Linked DNA regions of Mus musculus: region 2 is linked to region 1. Evidence: chromatin contacts called from public Hi-C data. All regions are on one chromosome and are shown on one strand. The core of a region is the stretch at or near the end of the contact, and the rest is flanking DNA. Distances in the headings are between cores, read along the strand shown.

Region 1 (6,377 bases), core at 2,180-4,679:
TCTGGGCTAAAGAACTCAAGAAGGTGGACTCCAGAAAATCAAATAACCCCATTAAAAATGGGGTACAGAGCTAAACAAAGAATTCTCATCTGAGGAATACCGAATGGCTGAGAAGTACCTGAAAAAATGTTCAACATCCTTAATCATCAGGGAAATGCAAATCAAAACAACCTTGAGATTCTACCTCACACCAGTCAGAATGGCTAAGATCAAAAATTCAGGTGCCAGCAGATGCTGGCGAGGATGTGGAGAAAGAGGAACATTCCTCCATTGTTGGTGGGATTGCAAGCTTGTACAACCACTCTGGAAATCAGTATGGTGGTTCCTCAGAAAATTGGACATAGTACTACTGGAGGACCCCACAATACCCCTCCTGGGTATATATCCAGAAGATGTTCCAACTGGTAATAAGTACATATGCTCCACTATGTTCATTGCAGCCTTATTTATAATAGCCAGAAGCTGAAAAGAACCCAGATGCCCCTCAACAGAGGAATGGATACAGAAAATGTGGTACATTTACACAATGGAGTACTACTCAGCTATTAAAAAGAATGAATTTATGAAATTCCTAGGCAAATGGATGGACCTTGAGGGTATCATCCTGAGTGAGGTAACACAATCACAAAAGAACTCAGATGATATGTACTCACTGATAAGTAAGCAGAGAATTCTTAACAGAGTAATATCAAATGACTGAGAAACAATTAAAGAAATGTTTACCATCCTTAGCAATCAGGAAAATGCAAATCAAAATAACTCGAGATTTCATCTTATACCCATAAGAACAGCTTAATTAAAAAACACAGCTCATGCTGGCAAGGATACAGAACAAGGGGAACGCTCTTCCATTGCTGATGTGGTACACACTTGTTCAGCCTCTATGGAAATCAATATGGCTATTCCTCAGAAAATTGAGACTCAATCAACCTCAAGATCTAGCTATACCACTCACTCCTAGGTATATACCCAAAGGATACTCTATGTTGCCAAAAGGATATTCACTCAACCATGTTTATTGCAGCTTTATTAATAATAGCTAGAAGCCGGAAGCAACCTAGATGTATGTCATTCAACCAAACAATGGATAAAGAAGAAAATGTGGTTATTTACATAAGCAAGTATTACTCAGCTGTTAAAAAATGGTATCCTAGAAGTTTCAAGGAAATGGATGAAACTAGAAATGATCATCCTGAGTAAGGAAACCCAGAACCAGTAATCTTATTGTAGTCTTCTTGTTAATATGTAGTGTTCACAGTATTATGCGGTTGTGAATTTGATTTGCCTTTCCTTAATGATTAGCACCATTGAGCAATTTTCATGTCTGTGAACTATGTGATTGTTTTCTTTTGAGAAATGACAACTTAGATCTATTGACTCTTTTACAGTTCATGTTAAGGCCTTGTTAGATGATGCTGAGAAAATTAGATGTTCACAGGAAGAAGAATGAAATTAAAGACATATTTATCACCCTAAACAAAAATTAGAAACAAGTGTATTTAATACCTCAATTTAAGAACTAAAATACTAAAATTTCTAGAAGTAAACTTAGACATAAACATCAAAGTAAACCTACAAGATAAAAGAGTGGGAAAGAACTTTCTGAGTAGGACTTCATTTGCCAAGGAATCATGGCCAACAGTTGATAACTGGGACTTTGCAAAACTAAAAGCTTCTGTACAAAACTAAGGAAACAGTTAAATGAATGAAGAGAAGTCCCACAGAATGGGAGAGAATATTTGTCAGATATACATGTGACTGAGAGTTAATATGCAGAATATACAAAGAACTCACAAAACAAAACGTTAAAGCAACATATGACCCAATTAAAAATAAGCAAGGGATCTGTGCTGGACAGATTTATGTCAGCTAGACAGAAACTAAAGTCATCAGAGAGGAGGAAAGCCTCCATTTTTCTGTAAAACATTTTCTTAATTAGTGACTTATGGGGGAGGGCCAAGTCCATCGTGGATGGAGATACTGCTGGGATGGTGGTCCTGGATTCTATTCTATTCTATTCTATTCTATTCTATTCTATTCTATTCTTACAGCAGTCTAAGTAAACCATGAGGAGCAAGTCAGTAAGTAGCACCCCCCCAAAGCCTCGCCATCAGCTCCGGTCTCCAGGTTTCTGCCATGTTTGAGTTCCTGTCCTGACTTCCTTTGATGTTGAACAGAAATATGGAAATGTAAGCTGAATAAACCCTCTCCTCCCCAATTCACTTTTCAGTCATGGTGTTTCATTGCAGCAGTTAAAACCCTAACTAAGACAAGATCTATACAAGGGTTATCAATAGAAGAAATAAAAAGGCCAAGAAATACTCAAAAAGTGTTCATCATCATTAGCAATTAAGAAAATGCAAATTAAAATATCTTTGAAACTTCATTTTAACCATGTCTTCTAGCAAGTAAATCTGTTTCAGTTTTTCTTAAAATGCCTTAAGTCTATTTTTGAAGGTTTTTATTGTGGAATATAACTTACTCTTAGTTTATACATGTTTTTACACATTTTGAATAATTCATCTCACTTCTTGTGATTTCCATTGTTCATCAGATTTTGGCTGTATCTGCATCCTCTTGCTACTTTCAGTATTTTCTCTATTTGAGCTCTTAACATTCTTACTATGATATGACTCTTTGGTAGAGTTCTTTCTACTTGTTCCATTTGATACTCATTGTATTTATTAAATTAGACAATTATTTTAAAAATTTATAAAATCCATAGATATTCTTTCTTTATTTTTTTCCTAACTCCCTGTCTGTTTCCTGTATTCCTAGTATCCCTACTACATGTCTCACACTTTTACCCAAGACTTTACTTATTTTCTCATACATTTTGTTTCTGTTCATTATACATCATAGCCAGTATTCGTCTGTCTTTAATTTTGTTATTTTGTTTTAGATTTTCTTGTACTAATCGTTTTATTCATTTAGATTTCAAATGATATCCTCCTTTCCAGTTCCCTTCCATATTAATTTGAAAGCAAATGTATTCTTGTTCTCCTCTAATAAATGCCATACTTTAGTTGTTTTAGTTTTCATTTGAGAATTTTTATTCCATATATACTTAATTGGTTTACTGTGAGCAGTTTTTACTATTTGTAAATACATAAAATAGGTGCTGTAATACCTTTGTCTACAAAGTCCGAAATCTCGGTTTTGCCAAATGTCTGCTTTTGAAGACTTTATTTTTATATGTGTGTGTCTATGCACGTATCTATATGTATGTGCCTGTGTGTATATGTGAATATATGTGTAAAAGTGTTCTCATGCAGGCCAATTGAGGGTTTCAGATCTGCTGGAGCTACAGTTACTGGCGGTTGTGAGCTGCCTGACATGGCTGCTGGGAAACAAACTCAGGTCTTCTGCAAGCACAGTACTTGTTCTTCACCACTCAGCCATTTCATTTCTCTAGCCTCTCAGATTTCTTTAAAGTTTGCTTCATTTCCTGAGAATGAGTCACATTTCCTGTGTATGGGTTATGTTTTATTATGTCTCTATATGTCTTGATTTTGGTACTTCTAAAAACAAGAGAAGTCATATTCTGTAGTAATACTGCTACTAAGTATCCTCCATTTTTGGCAATTATTAATGTTATTTGTTTGGTTAGCAATTTATGCTCAATAACTTGACTTCTGTGTCTGAAAAGTGATTCTCCTGACTTGTCAGTATCTGATGTCCCATCTCAGATCGTTCTCTGTACTATTACATCATTGAATCAGATTTCTTCAATTTTGGCTCGCTTGTTTAGCATAAACCACTTAATTATCAGTGGTATAATTAAATACACAGAGTCAGCTGGACTTTGTTCTTTATCACATTTTATGTAAGCATGTGGCTTGGAAACCTGTCAACAATTTAGGTAAGCTTTATTTTGCTGTTCTTTCTTACTGGGATTAGTAGCTCAGATGACTACTTCATAGCTGTTTATAAGAGATCTTGACTCTTTATTAACTATTTTGGGCATATGTAGCCTTACAGACGGCCAGAGTTGAATGTGATCTTATTTTTAATTCCTAGGTTATTAGTTTATTATTTAGTTGGCATTTGGCCCTTCACACATTTAACTGTTTACTTCATGATCTGTATGGCTTGGGGAAGCTTTGAAAGTAAGTAGTAGTATAGGCATACATATTCTGAATCTCCAGAGTCACTGCAATATCAGAGAGCTTTTCAAAGTTGTCTCATTTCCTCTTTCTGCCTATGAAATTTTGAAGCATCTCCTATTTTGTTGTCCCTTAATTGATCCTTTCCAAAATCTTCACTTTATGACAGGACTCTTAGATTTTAAGTCTTCATTCTTTTATGAGCTAGTTGTCCTCTTGTTCTAAGAAAATGCCTGATAAAAAAACAATTTAAAGAGGGAAGGGTGGCTTCTAGCTCATAATACCAAAATAAAGTCTATCATGGCAATGGAGAAGTTACTGGTGGCAGGAACATGAGATTGTTCTCACATTGTATCCTTGGTCAAGAAGCAGAGATCCATTAATGAAAGCTCATTTTCAACCTTTTTTAGTTTGGAGCACATGTTCATGGAATGGTGGCACCCTCAAGATGGGTCTTCCCACCTCAACTAAGGTAAGCCCTCACAGGCTTATCTCCTAGTTGATTACAGAGCCTGTCAAGTTGAAAATAAACATTCCATCACACCTCTATTCCAAAAATGTTAGACCCATTAAAGCTGTCTTTATGATCTACAGCTTTCAGTAATCATAGCCTTATGTCATCTTACAAAGGTAGAGATGACAACATGTTTGTTTTGGAATAAATCTCTTTTCTACTAGTGGGAGAAGTACAGTATAATTCCTGGTTTTCTTGAACAGACTCTCCCAGCATTTAACTTCTATCTTATGAGCACACACATGTGGTATTCATCAGCATTTAGGATTCTCTGTCACTTCTAGGTGAAATCTTAGCCTTATTAAATGAATTTGAGTAAATATACACTTTCATTCTTGCAACCATAATTTCTGGGTATAGAGTTTATGCAATTTACATCTGTGTGATGGCATGAGATAAGCTTATGCCTTGACTTTCTCAGGGCGGAGCCCTGTCTTTAAAGGAAGAAAGGTCTTCCTTTGTGTTCACACCTGCCCCCAAAAAGCTCAGAAACAAAGTTTCCATAAGAGAGATGCAGAAGGCAGAGCAAAGAAAATTATCGTAATTCAAGTACAAGTGACTCTGATTCTTATTGTTATATCCAACAAATGTTTCTTAATAAAGAATTCAATCATTTCTAACGTGCTTGTGTGCTTCTAACACAGATGAAATTTCAGAAAAAAATTAAATTCTGTTTTAAGTAACTTTTTTATTTTTATTTATTTATTTCTTTATATTTTTATTAGGTATTTTCCTCATTTACATTTCCAATGTTATCCCAAAAGTCCCCCATACCCTCCCCCCCCCACACTCCCCTACCCATCCACTCCCACTTTTTGGCCCTGGCATTCCCCTGTACTGGGGCATATAAAGTTTGCAAGTCCAATGGGCCTCTCTTTCCAGTGATGGCCGACTAGGCCATCTTTTGATACATATGCAGCTAGAGTCAAGAGCTCAGGGGTACTGGTTAGTTCATAATGTTGTTCCACCTATAGGGTTGCAGATCCGTTTAGCTCCTTGGGTACTTTCTCTAGCTCCTCCATTGGGGGCCCTGTGATCCATCCAATAGCTGACTGTGAGCATCCACTTCTGTGTTTGCTAGGTAATTTTAACCAGTTAAATTTTTGTTTTTCTGTGAAGATTATCTGAAAAGTGTCTTGCACAGATAGAATGCTTTAGAAATAATTTATTATAACACAGATTTGATTGTTCATGCATATTTTTCTGGAGCTTATCTTCTGCTCTATGAAAGAGTTGAGTGCATACAATAGAGCCTTCACAATGTACGATGTTTACTATGGTAACTTTCTAGAAACTACTTTTCACCTCCTAACTTAATTAGATATTCTTTTTAGTTATTTAGCACTATTTAATATCATTTTAAGATTCTGAGATAAAATGAATATAAATAATAACTTAAAAGAATATTAATAAATACCCCAAATATAATGGGTATAAAATGGTTTTGCTATAGATCCTAATTATATAATGAGTTTGAACAGCTTCAATGGAATAGAAATTTCAATGTAGATTTAGTAACTATAATCTGAGAAGTCACTAGTAAGGACAGAAGGGACAGTTAGGAGAGAATAGATTTAAGTTGGAGGACAAACAAAGTAAATGAAAGAGTGAATGATGCCTCAAAGTGTCAAAGTAGTGATGAGAAGAAGGATTCACTGCAGTAGTAATAGAATGTTGAGAGGTTTCCTTGATGAGTTATAAATCGTCTGTACTTATTGCTACCCATAGTTTCAGCATTATTCTTTCTGCTTTGCATT
Region 2 (6,377 bases), core at 2,301-4,800, 200 kb before region 1:
ACTATTTCAATAATTAGAAAACTTGTGCTATAATTAATATTTGACAATTTAATCTATCTTTAAACTGTTCCTTTTGTGCAAAGAGATATATAGAGGCATAATTGAATATTAGTCAAGTAAAAACAATTAGGACCAAATTAAACTTAACATTAATGTTAAATCTGGTGCTTTAGAAATGAATGGCCTTAGGCACAATTAGTAAGTGATTGTTACTGATATTCATATTGTTATATGTGATTTTATTTTAGCAAAGTGCTAAATATATCACACTTTAGCATTTATTTTCTTTTATAGTTTCTATAAATCTATCATGAATGAAGTATATGAAGGCCCATCAAAGCCTATTAATTCAAAGATTTTCTAGAATGCATTTGTTGTAAAACCTTGTACTCTGTTGTAATTACATCATTGTACCAAAATACCTGAAAAGCAACTTAAGAGAGGGCACATTTATTTTGACACGTGGTTTTAGAGGGTTCAGGCCATTCGTGTTTGGCTCTGTATTTCTGGACCTGAAGTGAGGCAGTGCAGCCTGCTCACTTCATGGTGGTTAGGAAGAAGAGCAATAAGAAAAGGCCAGGGTAAAATAAAATCCCCCAAGACATACCCCCGTGACCACTTCCTTTATCCAGGATCATCCTAAAGTTTTCACCAATTCCTAAAATAACACCATGAACTAGGGACAAGGTTTCAATACATGAGCCTGCAGGGAACATGTCATAACCAAACCATAACAACATCTAAACATAAGCTAAATTGTTTCTAGTTCTCTGACATTATCAACATCATCTATCTATCTATCTATCTATCTATCTATCTATCTATCTATCTATCTATCTATCTATCTACAATGCTGATATCTCCCATATGCCTTTGTCTGATTGACCTTATGTGTGTTAAAGTTTTACAAAGAAAAAGGGCTCACAAAATCAGTTGTTTCACACCTTATTTCTTTCCATGATTTCATTACAAGAGTCTTATTATTTAGCTATATACTTGACAAGATTTCAATTTGTAATACACCTTTAATTTTAGTGAGAATTCTAGAGAACTGATGGAGTTGAACATTTTTTGTGTTAATATTGATCCCATATTTGGAAAGATTTGAGAATTCACAGCCCATAATTCATAATAAATTAAAAGCATCAATTTTTTACACTCCAGATTTTATTGCCCCTTCCTGTCCATGCTCAAACTGTTCCATATCCCATACCTCCTCTCCACCCCCTGTCTCCATGTGGATGTCCCCACCCTCCACCCCACCAAACCTCTAAACTCCCTGGGGCCTCCAGTCTCTTGAGGGTTAGGTGCTTCATCTCTGAATGAACACAGACCTGGATGCCCTCTCTTCTATATGTGTTGGGGGGCCTCATATCAGCTAGTTTATGCTGCCTGGTTGATAGGCCAGTGTTTGAGAGATCTCAGGGGTTCAGGTTAATTGAGACTGTTGTTTCTCCTAGAGGTCGCCCTCCTCCTCAGCTTCTTTCTGCATTTTCCTAATTCAACCACAGGAGTCAGCTGCTTCTGTCCACTGGTTGGGTGCAAATATCTGCATCTGACTCATCAGCTGCTTATTGGGTCTTCCAGAATGTGGTCATGCTAGGTCCCTTTTTGTGAGCACTCAATAGCCTCAGTAATAGTGTCACACCTTGAAACCTCCACCCTAAGCAGGATCCGACTTTGGGCCTGTTGTTAGACCTTCTTTTCCTCAGGATCCTCTGCATTACCATCCTTGTAGCTCATTCAGACAGGAACAATTAATTATAGGTCAGAGTTTTGACTGTGGGATGGCAACCCCCCCCCCCCCGCTCTCATTTAATGCCCTGTCTTCCTGCCGGGGGTGGACTCTATAAGTTCCCTCTACCTACTGTTGAGCATTTCATCTAAGGTCCCTCCCTTTGAATTCTAAGAGTCTCTCACCACCCAGGTCTCTTGTACATTTTTGGAGGGTCCCCCAAACCTCCTACCTGAGGTTGCCTGTTTCCATTCTTTCCGCTGGCCCTCAGGACTTCAGTCCTTTTCCCTCACCCAGTACTAGATCAGGTTCACCTCTCCCTTCCCCCCATCCAGTTTCCCTCCCAGGTCTCCCCCTCCCTCCCCACTTGTGAATGCTTTCTTCTCCCTCCCAAGTGGGACTGAGGCATCCTCACTTGGGCCCTTCAGCTTGTTGACCCTTTTGAGTTCTGTGGACTGTATCTTAGGTCTTCTTCTTCTTCTTCTTCTTCTTCTTCTTCTTCTTCTTCTTCTTCTTCTTCTTCTTCTTCTTCTTCTTCTTCTTCGGCTAATATCCACTTATTAGTGAGTAGATACAGTGTATGTCCTTTTGGGTCTGAGTTACCTCAGTCAGGATATTTCCTAGTTCCATCCATTTGCCTGCACAAGCGTCAATTAAACTTGGCATCTAATAATTTGATTATGATGACAAAGTAAGTGTAAGCCATAATTAGAGTGATGAGCAAATATATTCCATTTGTTACCAAAACTAAAGATTTTAACTTTTGAGTAACTATCTGATAGTGTTCATGGGTTCCAAACAGTTAATTGTCTTTTTCTCTGGATGATTCTTATTTTTAAAAACATGTCCACCAAGGTTTATCAATAATTTTAAAATTTATAGGCATTTTTTATAATTCATATTCAAAGAAATTTTTATTTAAAGATAATTTCTATCCAAGGCAAATGGTAAATGCAGATATGAATACAAATGAAATTGGCTACAAGTTGAAAACTCTAGCTTCCTGAACTATAGGAAGGGTAAAGAGGAACAAATCAAAACAAAAATAATTGGTTTATCTGGGCAGTATTGTTAAACAATGAGTGAGAACTGTGAGTATATTATCTTATATATAAATGTCAATTTAGCATAAAATTGAAACAGTGAAAGAATGCAATTTCTATTAAAGATCATTAGCATATACTTTATTTCGCAGCAGGGAGGAAAGTAAAGCAAAAGTAAAGTAAAATCCAATGTGATATGGGAATGTTAATTTATATAAATTTTCCATTTAGAGTAATTATTAGGCATAAGTGAGCAAATATTACTTTTGTACTTCCTGCTCCATTGTGCCCTGATCCAGAAGTGTGACAATTCGTCAGTATGGTACACATGAAGGTAAGACCTCTCAATGGTCTTCCAATTCATTTACTTAAAGCTTGATCATAATATATATGAAATTATCATTGCTTTGTGGAATTTAATCTACTCAACGATCCAATTTGTTCTATAAAATATAATAGACATAAAGTTAAGTCACATTGGATTTGTTTGAAATATACCTGTCAGAGCATTAGTCAAATACAGCACTACTCTTTGTAATTAAAAGTAAAATCTTTGACAGGTTGACTTTGAAGTTAGTCACATTCACAGCTCTTTCTTAGATACTTGCTTTCTTTTGATTTTACACATTGCATTTGCTTTTGTTCTGTTATCTACCACTATCTCTGTACAGAAAACTGTAAAACCGGAGGACAGATTTAAGATATATTTCAAGTATACCTACTGCATACCAAATTAGCATCAAGTTTTCTCAAGTTTCCAGGTGTCTTAGCCAGCCACGCATGTAAGTCATTTCCTCTTAAGATTTTCATTGAATGTTCTCACTACTTCCTGTACACAACCCACAACTAAAAAAGAAAAATCAAAAAAACATAGAAACATACATATGCATCATCATGTCACAAAACATACTCTGTATTGAAATTTTATACAACACCTATCTACAATTCAACAAATTATTTTGAAAAGTAACATGAAGTTCTATGAATTTACAAATTCCAGTTTTTGGTCAGTCTGAATTTTAGGCCAAATATATGCTCAAATTGAGTATGTGCATATATTCAAATGTATTCACATACATTTGTTAATTATCTTACACCACCAACAAACACATCAAATATACATAAATAGTAAAACCATTGAAATCTACATATTTTATCAACCATCTAAAAAAATACCAACTTAGGGATTAGTGCTGAAATTAGACTATGTGAACTTGACAGCAACTCTCGTCTGTGATGCATTTCTCCTAGATAACGACCCACTTAGAGACGAAATAGCCTCTTCTACCTCCCCATTCTATCCTTTAAAACATCCTTTATTTTTTATCATATTAACATAAAAACTGACTCAGTATTATGCAATTGTTTGGGACTTGCTGGGTGTTGTTGTTTCTTTAAAGTAAGCCTCATGACATAGGCTTGTACTATATCTTTCTTTAAAGCATTTGGAGAACAATAAAAGTCATTTAATATAATACTCTCTTTAACTGTGTGTGTGTGTGTGTGTGTGTGTGTGTGTGCGCTCACACACATGTGAGTGTGGAAAACAAAGGACAACTTCAGGTATTAGTATTCAGATGATGTCCATCTTTTTGCTTGAGGGAGGATCACATATGAACTGGGCTTTTGCTATTTTGTCCAGGATTGCTGGCCCTGTAATTCCCAAATTAAGAGGCATGTATGTATGTATGGCTTCTACATATGTACATACATCTGTAAAGTCCAAACTCATATCTTCATATTTAAGAAGTAAATGCACTACCTATTGAGCCTCCTTCCTAGAACTCCTGCACAATTTTTAACTTTCAATTGTTGGGAAACAAAAGAAATAAACCTAAAAAGTCACTAATGGTTTTCTAAAATTGAGTGACAGAGAAATTCATGGAGTCTCACTCTCCTCATAAAAAGTATAATAGGTTTCACAAAAGTAGATATGTAGTATCTGAATAAGTTGACTATATCCAGCAGAGGGAAAAAAAAAGGTCAGTTAATTCTTGGTTCTTGTCCTTTCCATTTTGTGATTCAATTGCTTCTCTTGGAATCAAATCAAGGAATAATATTTGTATTCCAATGTTCCTGTGGCTAAGTCTACCCAAAGGAATGTAGAGAACTGAAGACTCTCTAGATAATTGGAAACAGTCTTGTTACTGTAAGACCACATAACCTTTTTCATCACTATAGGGCTAATATTTGCCCTTATCACATGAAATTGCAAATAAGTGACTTGAGTACTCCCTCTCTAGTATATACTCCCATGAAAAATGAATATTTTGCTATAATTTTGCTCGCATCATCTCTATAGCAACAGGCTACTGGATATAGCTCATTTTTTATTTTTTTACCTATTAATTTTAAATACTTGGAAATTAATTTTAACATTTCATATTAAAATAAAAAGTACAGAAATGTCTTTGATATTTCTGTATTCAATGTATATAGACTCATGACAGACTGCATACACTTTATACGTCCAAATGAATCATAGTTCTTCTCCATAATTACTCTTGGGTACCGTATTATATATTTTTGGAGTACACATTCTTCTGGGATTGCCTGAGTAAAACATATCTGATGTGATCTGATCTGTAGGTCAAATGCTCAAACATAGTACAGACAACTCTAAATACATAACAGTTAATCAGGGATATGATGAGTGAATAAGAAGGACAGTCAAACTTGCTGATCATAGTCAAAGGCAAATGCTATTATAAACAAATGAACTCATTGCCTTACATGAGTCTGAGTATATACTCAAGACTAGGTAGCCAGAAATTCATGGCATCACTGTGAGCAGAGGTAATGTGGATGAAAGGAGAGACTATGAATGCGCACACGCACACACACACACGCACATACACACACACACACATACCAGTTAATGTGTTTTCTGAAACAATTCTAAAATCTACTTCCTGTCTACCAGTGTGGATGATGGTGTGGCTTAAAGAAATAATGCAGATCTGTAGTTGTTTCCACACCCAGAAGAGGAATGGAGGATTTGTTTTATTCATTTCTACTGCATCTGCTTTGCCGTGAGAGTTATACAATATGCTGTACAATATTTCTGCTAAAAAAAACTAGCATCGCATGCCTTTGAAATGTTGTTTTATATTTTGTTCACATACAATAACATTTAGCTCTTAATGGGTTATAACTTGGTGACTTTTAGTCTATTCAAGTGGTTATGCATCTATTACCACTTTCTAATCCCAGAATATATTCATCTTCCTTAAAGGAAATGCCACATTACACAGCAGTTAATCGCCATCATTCCTTCACTTCTGCTTTCGATACTCATTATTCTACTTTTTAATTCTATTTGCCTTATTCTTTATATTTATATTACTCATGATGCTATCACATATAAGGTGGGATCAATTGTTACCTTATAATACAGTTTCATCTCACATTGTAGCCTGTGGAAATATTCCATTCTTTTTGGGGGGAGCTAAACAGTCTTCTTTTTATGTATATTCAAATACAATGTACCACATTTTGTTTATTTACTTCTCAGGTTATGGACATGTGAGTTAGTTCTAACCTTTGACTATGTTTATGAATAAAGTTGCTATGACTATTTGTGTATAAGCTTTTATATT

The links. Hi-C and Micro-C count contacts between places; a contact is called where the count stands out from the background.
Region 2: a contact with region 1 is called in a Hi-C map of embryonic stem cells, with 1.7 times the contacts expected there. The contact joins two enhancer-like sites. A contact is called at or near these places in 1 of 15 datasets of contacts at CTCF or cohesin (stem cell-derived epiblast-like cells), 20 of 484 Hi-C or Micro-C datasets (CD4 T cells, CD8 T cells, the G1E-ER4 cell line and 9 more) and 1 of 115 datasets of contacts at active chromatin or transcription factors (embryonic stem cells).

What each region holds. Positions count from the first base shown.
Region 1 is chrX:107,222,108-107,228,484 of GRCm38.p6, reverse strand. No RefSeq gene overlaps it. Among named protein-coding and RNA genes, the nearest start is that of Gpr174, 31 kb to the left of the region's middle. Within about 2 kb of position 3,429, at least 15 of the 459 cell types and tissues checked have an H3K27ac peak or open chromatin away from gene starts, as enhancers often do.
Region 2 is chrX:107,418,649-107,425,025 of GRCm38.p6, reverse strand. No RefSeq gene overlaps it. Among named protein-coding and RNA genes, the nearest start is that of Itm2a, 18 kb to the right of the region's middle. Within about 2 kb of position 3,550, at least 11 of the 459 cell types and tissues checked have an H3K27ac peak or open chromatin away from gene starts, as enhancers often do.